Linked DNA regions of Mus musculus: region 2 is linked to region 1. A link is a contact called in public promoter capture Hi-C data. All regions are on one chromosome and are shown on one strand. The core of a region is the stretch at or near the end of the contact, and the rest is flanking DNA. Distances in the headings are between cores, read along the strand shown.

Region 1 (4,938 bases), core at 687-3,186:
GACTGAGGCAAAGGCATGTTTGGAGTTCTTTAATGCTGAAGTCACCATCGGAAGCAGAGCCTAGCTCTTTTCTGGCCACCAGAGGGCGATGGCGGCAGCAGCTGGGCAGAAACAGTTCCCAAGAATAACAGCAGAGAACTGAATCTCACGTGTGTGCTGGGGTTGGGGTATAAGTGTGTGGGGGTGGGGGGGGGGAGCTGGGGGGCAATTGAGTCCTTAGAGCTAAGTCTCTGAAAATATGCTAGCTATAATAAAATAAAATTTGCACCTCAGCTATATATTTACAGTGTGTAGTCAAGTAGCTAAAAGTTTCCTTTAAGGAAAATAGAAGAATCTGAGTAGCATTCATATGAGGGAAAAGAGAGTTCTCAGGCGCATAGTGGTTAGTGGTATGTGAACATACATGTTCTTCTCTGTATGTGACTGCATATTTTTTGTGTGTGAAAGTGCATGTGTTTTATAGTTAAGAGTATAGGGGTGTGGGGGGGTGTAGTGTGTGTGTGTGTGTGTGTGTGTGTGTGTGTGTGTGTGTGTGTAAAACCAAGGCTATTTCAGACCTTTCCAGTACAAGAGGATCTCAAGGAAGTCTGGGCAATATTTCCTCCAGTTCCTGCCCCTTCCCTTCAAACAAACAAACAACATCATTCCTACAAGTATGTATGGAGCCTGTAACATGGCCCTTCCCCACCGGCATCTGGAAAAGCTCAGACCAGCCAATTTAGAGCAGGCACTGGCAGAATGAAGGCAAGGCTGGGGAGGAGGGGGATGGGGAATAGGTCCCTTGCATGCTACTGCACTATTTTATAAAATCACGTTCTTTTCTTTGATGTGCAAGGGAAGTCTGTCAGAACGGTGGCACCTTGAAATAAGGAAATAAAGGTCCGCAGGTGACATGATTGCCCCTTAGTCCCCTAGACAGGAAGCAGATGAAGTGATGGTGTCAATACCGGGGTCCAAGTTCTTACATTTACTACAGAGAGAGAGAGAGACAGAGAGATAGACAGACAGACTGACTGACTGACTGACTGACTGACTGTGACTGTGTGTCTGTGTAGTGTTCTCTAATCTGTAAGTCCTCTAGGAAATAGTTGTTGGCCTTAGCTGTGAACACTAATTAGGGTAGGGGCAAAGTTTCCACGGATAAATGTGTCAGGGTACAGAATGCCTAGTAGCTGTATGGTCTCGGATAATCATTTCACTTAGTCCAACTTTGACTCTTTCACCTAAAACATGAAGCCTAGTTTCTGATGCTCCCATGTGGGTATTCTGTATCCAGCTCGGTGACTGAATTAAAAAAAAAAAATGAAGCCACGAGGTTTATCAGTTCTTGGCTCCCAAGAATAAATGAATTTCAATGTTTCTTTCCTGGCGGCCCGGGCTGGCCAAGTCCCTTTCCTTCCCAGTTGGGTCTCTCTAGCTCCCCTGCTGCCTCCTCCCTACAGGCTCTTGGTTGCTCCAGCAAAGTTCCCAACTTAGTCGACGTGACGCTCAGCGCAGCCAATGGGAGGCGGAGCTGGTGTTTTGGGAGGGGGGCGGGAGGGGCCGGGCCCCGCGTCTCCGGTGTCTACCCTGCTCAGTGAATGGAGAAAGCGAGCGCCGGCTAGCTCTCCGGACCACTCCGTGCCCCAGCCGCCTCTGTGCTCCGCAGCCCAGCCCTGAGCCGGACTTCCCGGGGCACGGTGCTCCCTGGCGCTCAGTCCAGGACCCAGACAGAGCCCTCACCTCTACCGGCGACCCAGAGGGACCCGAGGGCGCTCGGTACCTGGGCACCGTGAGTGATGCGCAGCGGGGCAGCGCCAGCCCCACGGATGGAGCTGCTGCCGCCGCCGCCCGGCGCGCCCCGCTCCGCCCGCACCCCGTGCGCCTGAGCGCCGCGCCCGCCCCTCCTCCGCGCTAACTCCGCCGCCCGCCCCCCAGGCCGCCCGCGCGCCTCCTCGGGCTCCTCGTGTCCCGCCTCGCCAGGCATCCTCCTCTGGGTGCGGGCGCTTGTGCACCATGGCCCTCGGCCGGACCGGGGCCGGCGCCGCTGTGCGCGCCCGCCTGGCGCTGGGCTTGGCGCTTGCGAGCATCCTGAGCGGACCCCCTGCTGCCGCCTGCCCCACCAAGTGTACCTGCTCCGCCGCTAGCGTGGACTGCCACGGGCTGGGCCTGCGCGCCGTTCCTCGGGGCATCCCCCGCAACGCAGAGCGCCTGTGAGTACCCACCCCGCCCGCCCGCTCAGGCCACCCACCCGGCTGGCTCCTACAGAGTCGCCCTCAGGGCGCAGGTCCTTCTTTCCTCTCCGGTGCATGGGGGACGATCCCTACTCCCCTACCCCTGCTGTCAGACACGCTCAATAAGTTGGGGGTGGCGTGGCTTTGGGCAGGTGTGGAGAGAAGTGTACGAGTTGCCCCCGCGATGGGACCGCGTAGTGCCTCCCTGGTTGAGGGCACCGGGGGCTTATCCGCTGACAGATCGGGAGAATAAAGCTAGCAGAAGGCTAGCGCGGAGGAGTGGGGGGGTGTCAGAGAGCGTGGTGGTCTCAAGGTTTGGGGTTGGGTATGAGGGGTCCATTACCCCTTGCTTCTTAAAGAGGGAGAGGCGAGGTAGCAAGCTAGACGGAGATGGGGAGTTTCGATCGCAGAGACCTGAGAGCCTCCTTCCCGGACCCCCTCGCCCCCCCCCCAAAAAAAAAACCTGCGACCCTCCTGGAGATCAGAATGGGCCAGCTGCTGTGTGGCTGTCCTTGCTAGGAAAGTTGAGTGTGTACGAAAGAGGTCTTAACTTCTGAAAAACCGGACGGATTCTGAGTGGGTGCTCTCAACACCCTCCCTGCCTGGAGTGCAGCATTGGGGATGCCAAGTTGCAGCCCGGGTGAATTTTTTATGGCCGGGTTATAAATGCCTCCCCAAACGGGCCGGAGAATGGAAATGCTGACAGCCCTTTAAATGAGACCTAGCGCTATAATCTTACAAACCGCACTCAGCCTCGGATCCTGGGGTTGGCAGCTAGCGGAGAGGCTCTTGGAGAGTGGGGTGGATTGACCCTCGTTTTAACCCCAATTGTGCAACCAAATATTTACTTTTCTTATGTCAGCGTTTTGGAAAGATTTATCATTTTGATCCTCACGACCAAATTCAAAATTTGGCCTCCGGGGGTGGGCTCCTTTTAGTCCACAGTTGGGGGCGGGGTGAGGGAGTATGGAGCCCTGGTGGTGGAGGGAGCTGGAGCCTCTGAGTGGGTGAAGGCTTGCCCTAGTCACAATTCCAGCCATTGCACTGCCCAGTTGCTCTCTACCCAGCCTGTCTCAGGGTTAGCATACGGGTCTTCTTCAGTCCTGCCTACTTCAGGTCAGGAAAGAGCCGGGTTGTCCTAGCTGCCCACCACTGTTATCACCCCTACCGCCTCCCCACACCTCCCCCTTTCTTCTTCTTGGCTGTCTAGGCAGAGACTTCCTAGAAATGCTTTCTTTATTCTGGGTGTTTTCTTTTGTTTGTTGTTTTCAAAGTGCAGTGATTGTTCTGTTGTTTAGACTGTAGAAATTCTGGAGGGCTGGCCCTGAGTCTTCATTAACACCAGGAAATTAGGATCAGAAATGCAAACCGACCTGCCCAATAAAACAGGGCAAATATGCCACCAGAGAAAGGGGCTGGAATCCAGGCATCCACACCTTCATTCAGGTTTTGTATTAGACCCTATTTGTGAAAAATCTCATTTAAATGGTATTTTTAGGTATGTATAAACTAAGTTCCCCTTCTCACATGAATGCTGCAGACGAGTTAGTGAGATGATAAATGTTTAGTGGGTGCTTCCCTGAGACATGTTGCATTTCCCTTCTTCCTTGAACCTCCCACGGTCCTATTTCTTACATAGCCAATACTCATTACTCGGCCTCATCCCATCTGTCCTGCATCCATGGTCATGTAACCGGTTAGTCCCAGCCTGCCAGGCTTCTAAGCCCAGGTCTCCCACCAGTCTGTAGACTCCTTAGAACCAGAGTCAGTTTGGGCCAAGATCTCTATAAACAGACCGTCATGAGAGGGCCTGGCTGGGTTTGAGTCTTCCTGTAGCACCAGGTTGCCTCTGCTGTTGGTATATACTGCCATCATTCATCTTGCTTTAACACCAGCTCTTTTTACTTGGGGTCATTATTTTCCGTAGTCAGAATCACAGAGTCAGCTTGGGAGGATCAGAACAGCGGGCCCCTCTCTTCTGGCTAGTCGGAAGTTTTCAACACCTGCAGCCAGTATGCCACCAGCCACTCCCCCTGGAGACCCTGAGGACTTGGGACATCTCCTTCGCTCTGCAGCTGTAGACAATTGATAAAGACCTGAATCCAGGCATTCCCAGGGGTCCCTCTTGCTATAGCCATGGTGACTGCCCATCATGGGCAAAGTAGGTGCTGCTCTGCCACGTCTGTGGTTGCCTAGTGTAGCGTTGGTCACTGCTGTAAGGGCATGCTTGAGACAGAGCTACCAAGGCTGAGCTCTTAGTGTCTTTCTAAGACTGGAGCCTTTTAAGGACAAGCAGGGTCAGGGCCACCTCGGGTTTAAGGGCAGCCCACCAACAGCCCTTCGCCACCCATCGGGCCCTCAAAGACTCTAATGGGGCGTTGTGGAACTGTTCTTCGACACCACATTAAGGATTTCAAATTTGTCATCCCCCCTCCCTTCCATTCAATAAACATTGCTTGAAGCTTCTATAGCATTCCTATCCCTCGTCCATAAAATCATTGCATACACAAAGGAAAACCAGCACTTCAGCTTAAAGGATGTGGGCAAAGGTCGGAAGTGGGAACCTTTTTTGATGAACCCTTTAAGTCCCCTGGGGGGTCCTTTAGTCACGGGACACTGATTTTTATCAGCAGAACCATTAGAAGCTCATGACCTTCCAACAGTCTGGCTTCTGATCCCCACTGGTGAAACTGTTGTAAAACAAAGACGCGGTGCTTTCCCCAGC
Region 2 (4,684 bases), core at 1,039-3,538, 390 kb after region 1:
TCCTCCCTGAGGTCCTGGGAAGAAGAGAGAGGAACAGACTCATCCCCTAAAGGAAGAGTTTTTAAAAAGAAAGAAAAGAAAACTAGGGAGGACGGAGGACGTTTCTCTCAGTTCAGTTAGCACTGTACTCAGGAGGTAGAAACTGTAAGGGCCCAGAGACTTAATTCCTGTTCTCATGGCTTATCATGTGACCAGGGACAAGGGACACGTACACTGAAGAGGATGTTACTGGTAACATGTAAACTTGAACCTGAGATGTGTGGAGTTGGGGCCTGTCAGAGGAGGAGGGAAATTGCTTTAGGCAAGGCAGCCTAGAGGTTAGGAGAGTGGCTTGGCTGTCTGGTAGAATTATGTATGAATTCCATCTGTTTTGGTACTGGGTCTGTGACCTTTGGTAAATGCCTTGACACTTCTGAGCGTCCGTTTCTAACACTGTAACAGGAGGCTAATAATTGGTCTTACCTCCTAGGGGTTTTGTGAAGCTTAATAAAATAATGCATAAGAATAACTGTGAGGTGCCTGACACATGCTGGAATTTCCAATACTCTACCTGCTGTTGCTGCTGCATTCCTTTGTGGTTGTCTTGGTGGTACAGGCTGCATTTGTCTGGGCCTAAGCAATGCTTAGAATTCACAGAGTAAACAAGGCAGGCAGGGCAAACAAAGTGTAAGGACAAAACTTCATAGGAAGATGTGTCCAGGGCAGATACAGAGACATCTCATGAGGCTTTTATCCTAGAAGAATACGGTCAAGAAACTACAGAAGAAGTGAAGGCTGGGGTGGGGCTAAGAGATGAAGTTCTCGATGGCCCAAGGACATAAGGGCTGGAGCTTGGGAGAGAAGTAAAGAGATGAAGAACCTAAAGGAGGAGCCAGTAGGGACCACCCCAACATTACGTAGTATTTGGTGAGTCCTTAGAATGTGGGGAAAGAAATGTCACCGGTTGAGGATGTCCAGGCTCAGACAACACAGGGATGGCTAATTCCCATAGTCGTCCATGCATTCATCAAGATAAAATTTGAGCTCCTGATGAATGCTATTTGGGACGCAAGCAGCAGAGAGTCAGAGTCCTGTGTGTGTGTGTGTGTGTGTGTGTGTGTGTGTACCTGTGAGCTCTGCCTTGCCAGGGCTTCTGTTTCATAGAGATGGAAAACTCAGGCAGAGCCAGGCTTGGAGGATGTGGTTTGTCTTTGGGTGTGCTGAGATGCCCTGTCTTCCGTGGACAGTGTGAACAGAATGTCATCTGTGTACTGGAAAAGGAACAAATCTGACACCCTGTCTTGTTCTTTCTGATTGAGGGCATTTAGCAAAGCCACACTACGTCTCTGGACTTTCTTGATTTGAATGAGGGAGGCAGTGCAAAGGTTCCTGTAATCCCGAGAGAAAACCACCATGTGGGTAATGGAAGAGGCGGGGCTGGAGCTAACAGCAACTTCACAGAGGGCTGGCATCTGGGGCTGAGGGTGCACCTCGGTGATCGATCACGTGATTAGCATGTGCAAGGCCTGGGTTCTGTTCCCATCATTCTCAAAGAGAGGAAGTAGTGGGAGGGGGCATGGACTATGGACTATAAGAGGTACTTTTTGGAAATGAAGGTTTCAGAAGACCCATTGAAGAAGCTCTCCTGCTAGAACTCCATCACCCACGTGGAGCCATGTTTCAGAGTCACTGAGGAACAAACCCCAGACCATTTCCACCACACTATGTGGCTTAGAAATACACTGCTGTTGATCTAACCTTGTGTAAAATATGACCCAAAGATGAGCTATTGGGATGCAGTATAAGCTTCAAACCAAACGGTGCGTGAGATGCCAGTGGGTTGGACCTGTCCACAGTGCTCTATGCTGCATTAGGAAGAGAAAAAGCAAAGGCTGGCTGGGATGTTTGAATGGAAGCTCTGTAACGTTAGAATGAATTCTCTTCACTTACCCTGCTGTACTTTTCAAAAAGGAAAAAAAAAAAAAAAACCTTGCGATCCTCCCATTTTCCAGATGACAAAATGAACTTCCCATCAGTGTGTGTGATTGAGTAGCAGTTGGCAGACAAAATTAGAGTAAGACTTTCCATCCAGACCACAGTTAGTATTCTGGCTAGCTATCCTTGAATTCTAGACAGATAAGTAGTTCTCTTCTTCCCCTGCAGCCATCCCAGAAACAGGAAGAATACAGAGTAAACAAATACCCTACTCCAGAGTGCCCCTCCACCCCCACAAGAAGGAAACCACGTGACCTTCATCAGTTCCAAAACAAAGGCAGCAGTGTCTGAAGACCACCGAACTAGGGAGGCTCTGGCATGCCACTCTCTCTCTGAGGGACTTGGTCCTGTGCCCCTCCCCAGGCAGCCGAGGGAAGCCCCTAATTACTTCCTGGTTTCTAGGGAAGACAGTCATTAGTTGGGGACTCCATTCCAAGCAGCTACAGCAAGCTGAACGCAGAGAATGAGTCCCACTCTCTGCAACCTGTCTGGAAGGAACAAGGTGCTAAGTCGAAAAGAAACCAGACAATTGCTCAAACAAACTGATCTGGAGGAAAGCCCACGGAGAAGCGCACCTGTGTGCAGTCATTCATTGGGCCAGTATTAAGTGCCTGCTGTCTGTAGGTACTGTGCTAGGTACTTAAATAAAGGTGCAGCAAGAAAGCAAGAGAACTTGGAAAGAAGCAGAGCTAAGGTTAAGAGGAAAGAAGCAGAGCTAGAGAAAACAAGCCACTATCCAGTAGTAGATGAGAAGATCCAACCCCACCCCACCCCAGCACAAATTGTTTTAAAAAGAAATGTCCCCTGGCCCTGTCTTTCTCAGCAGTCATGTTTTCCTCTGTTTTTCAGTTTCTATTTGCGAGGACTCTGTAGGACACGCATTCCAGAAGGGAAAATCAATAGCCGCTGTCTCTGCCAGCTAGCAGAATTTGGAATTGACGGTTTGAAAACAAAGCCTGCCAGGCAGTCTTTGTGTTCTCTAGTTAGGCGGTGCGGTAGCACTGCCTCCACCAGAGATTAATGAGAGCTGTCTCCAACCCATGAGAGGGTGAGGGAGGAGCAGGGAGGGACACTACCCCCAATTCTTTGGTGCCATCTGTGTTGGCAGATCATTCTGTCACCCTACCTGGATTGGCAGCTGGACTCCTGGTCACCCCCAAATCAAGGCTCTGTGTGACCCGTGTCCCTCAGCTCAGCTCACACATATGTGTGTGTGCGCGTGCATGTACACACACATACACACACACACACACACACACACATGCACGCACATGTGCACACACATGGTCCATTGTCATCCTGTGGGCACCACAAGCCCTTCTTGTCTCAGGACCTTTGCTCTTGACTGCTCCAATTGCACAGGACGCAGTGCTCTGGGACTGTTATACTTCCACTCCTGATCCTTCAGGCTCAGCTCAGAGCTGCCTTCCCAGATCTGCCTAAGGCAGCCCCCCTCTGCCCTCCACATTTACCCCATTGTCCAGTTATGTTTCTTCAGAGCACTTCTCAGCCCCTGAAATGATGCGGCTCGTTTGTCAACCCGTTCCTGCGTGACTTACAGAAATAACTTGCATATGTATTCACTTTCTGCCATGTCCATCACCAAGAGGTTCACAGTGCTCAGGTGGTTCATGGCAGAAAGACACAGATACATCCTTATACTTATACTGATGGTGGATATTACCTACCAGAGTACATGCACAAGTGTTCCAATGTTTCATACAAAAATAGTGTTACAAACAACCTTCCTTATACTTAAACAACCATCCTTATACTTAAAGGGTTCACAGTTCAACAGGAGGATGGACTGATGCGCTAGCATGTGTAGGACATAGGTCAAGGGCTCTGTCAAAATTAGCTCCAGTTGTCAACTTGACACATCTGTGAAAAGGGAGACCTCACGTGAAGAATTGCCTCCCTTGGATTGGCCTATAGGTGCATCTGTGGAGCATTCTCTTGTATAGGAGGGCCTGGCCCACTATGGGCGGTGTTATCCCTAGGCAAGTGAACCTCAGCTATATAAAAGATGGCTGAATGTTAGCCTGGAAACATGGCAGGAAGCAGCTTCCCTCCAAGGCTCCTGCCTCTGTTCATTCCTTAGTTCTTGCCTTGGTTTCCTTCAAAGACATATTCTGTAAGCCAAATAAACCTTCTCCTCCTCAAGGTAGTTTTGGTCAAATTCTTTATCACAGCAACACAAAGAAAACTATGACAGGTTTCGTTGGGCAGAAGGGCAAGAATGTGGAGAGACTTGGGAAATCAGAGTGATTCTGTCTTCACTGAGGAAGTGGCCTATGTTAGGTTTTGAAGGGTGAGTAGGAGTTCACTCAAGACAAGAATATTCCCAACAATGTGTGAAAGATCTCCAAGAAGACAACAGTGTGTGGAAGAGTCAATGCTAGTATGCCTGGAGCACACACAGCAAGAAAGAAGAGAAAGCTTAGAGAGCAAGACACTGCAGGAAGGGACTAGAACACCAGCCACCAACGTGATGATACTGAAAAATGGGGGCTACAGCCTTAATGCAAAGGACAGATTTTTGCAGAAGAGAATAAAGCTAGAGTGACCAGTATGGATATTTAGAGAGTGGTTGAGAAGTCATGGGGGCTGACGGGAAGAGCAGACATGAGGGTGGCCAGGGTTGACTTCAGTGCTTGTCACCAGCTTATCAAGTGGATGCAGAGGTGGGCCCTGTGCAAGTCGCCTCCAG

The links. Promoter capture Hi-C pulls out the DNA fragments that hold promoters and counts their contacts.
Region 2: a contact with region 1 is called in a promoter capture Hi-C map of stem cell-derived epiblast-like cells, with 3 times the contacts expected there. The contact joins the enhancer-like site here to the promoter of Slit3 in region 1. A contact is called at or near these places in 10 of 39 promoter capture datasets (the 3T3-L1 cell line, cranial neural crest, embryonic stem cells and 4 more), 1 of 484 Hi-C or Micro-C datasets (reprogramming fibroblasts) and 2 of 115 datasets of contacts at active chromatin or transcription factors (embryonic limb bud and embryonic stem cells).

Annotation. Positions count from the first base shown.
Region 1 is chr11:35,119,520-35,124,457 of GRCm38.p6, forward strand. It overlaps Slit3 (slit guidance ligand 3), which reads left to right and starts at 1,937. Exons shown (of 36, transcript NM_011412.3): 1 at 1,937-2,192. The coding sequence starts at 1,996.
Region 2 is chr11:35,510,608-35,515,291 of GRCm38.p6, forward strand. All of the region lies in intron 5 of Slit3 (slit guidance ligand 3), which reads left to right. Among named protein-coding and RNA genes, the nearest start is that of Gm39705, 32 kb to the right of the region's middle. Within about 2 kb of position 2,289, at least 29 of the 459 cell types and tissues checked have an H3K27ac peak or open chromatin away from gene starts, as enhancers often do.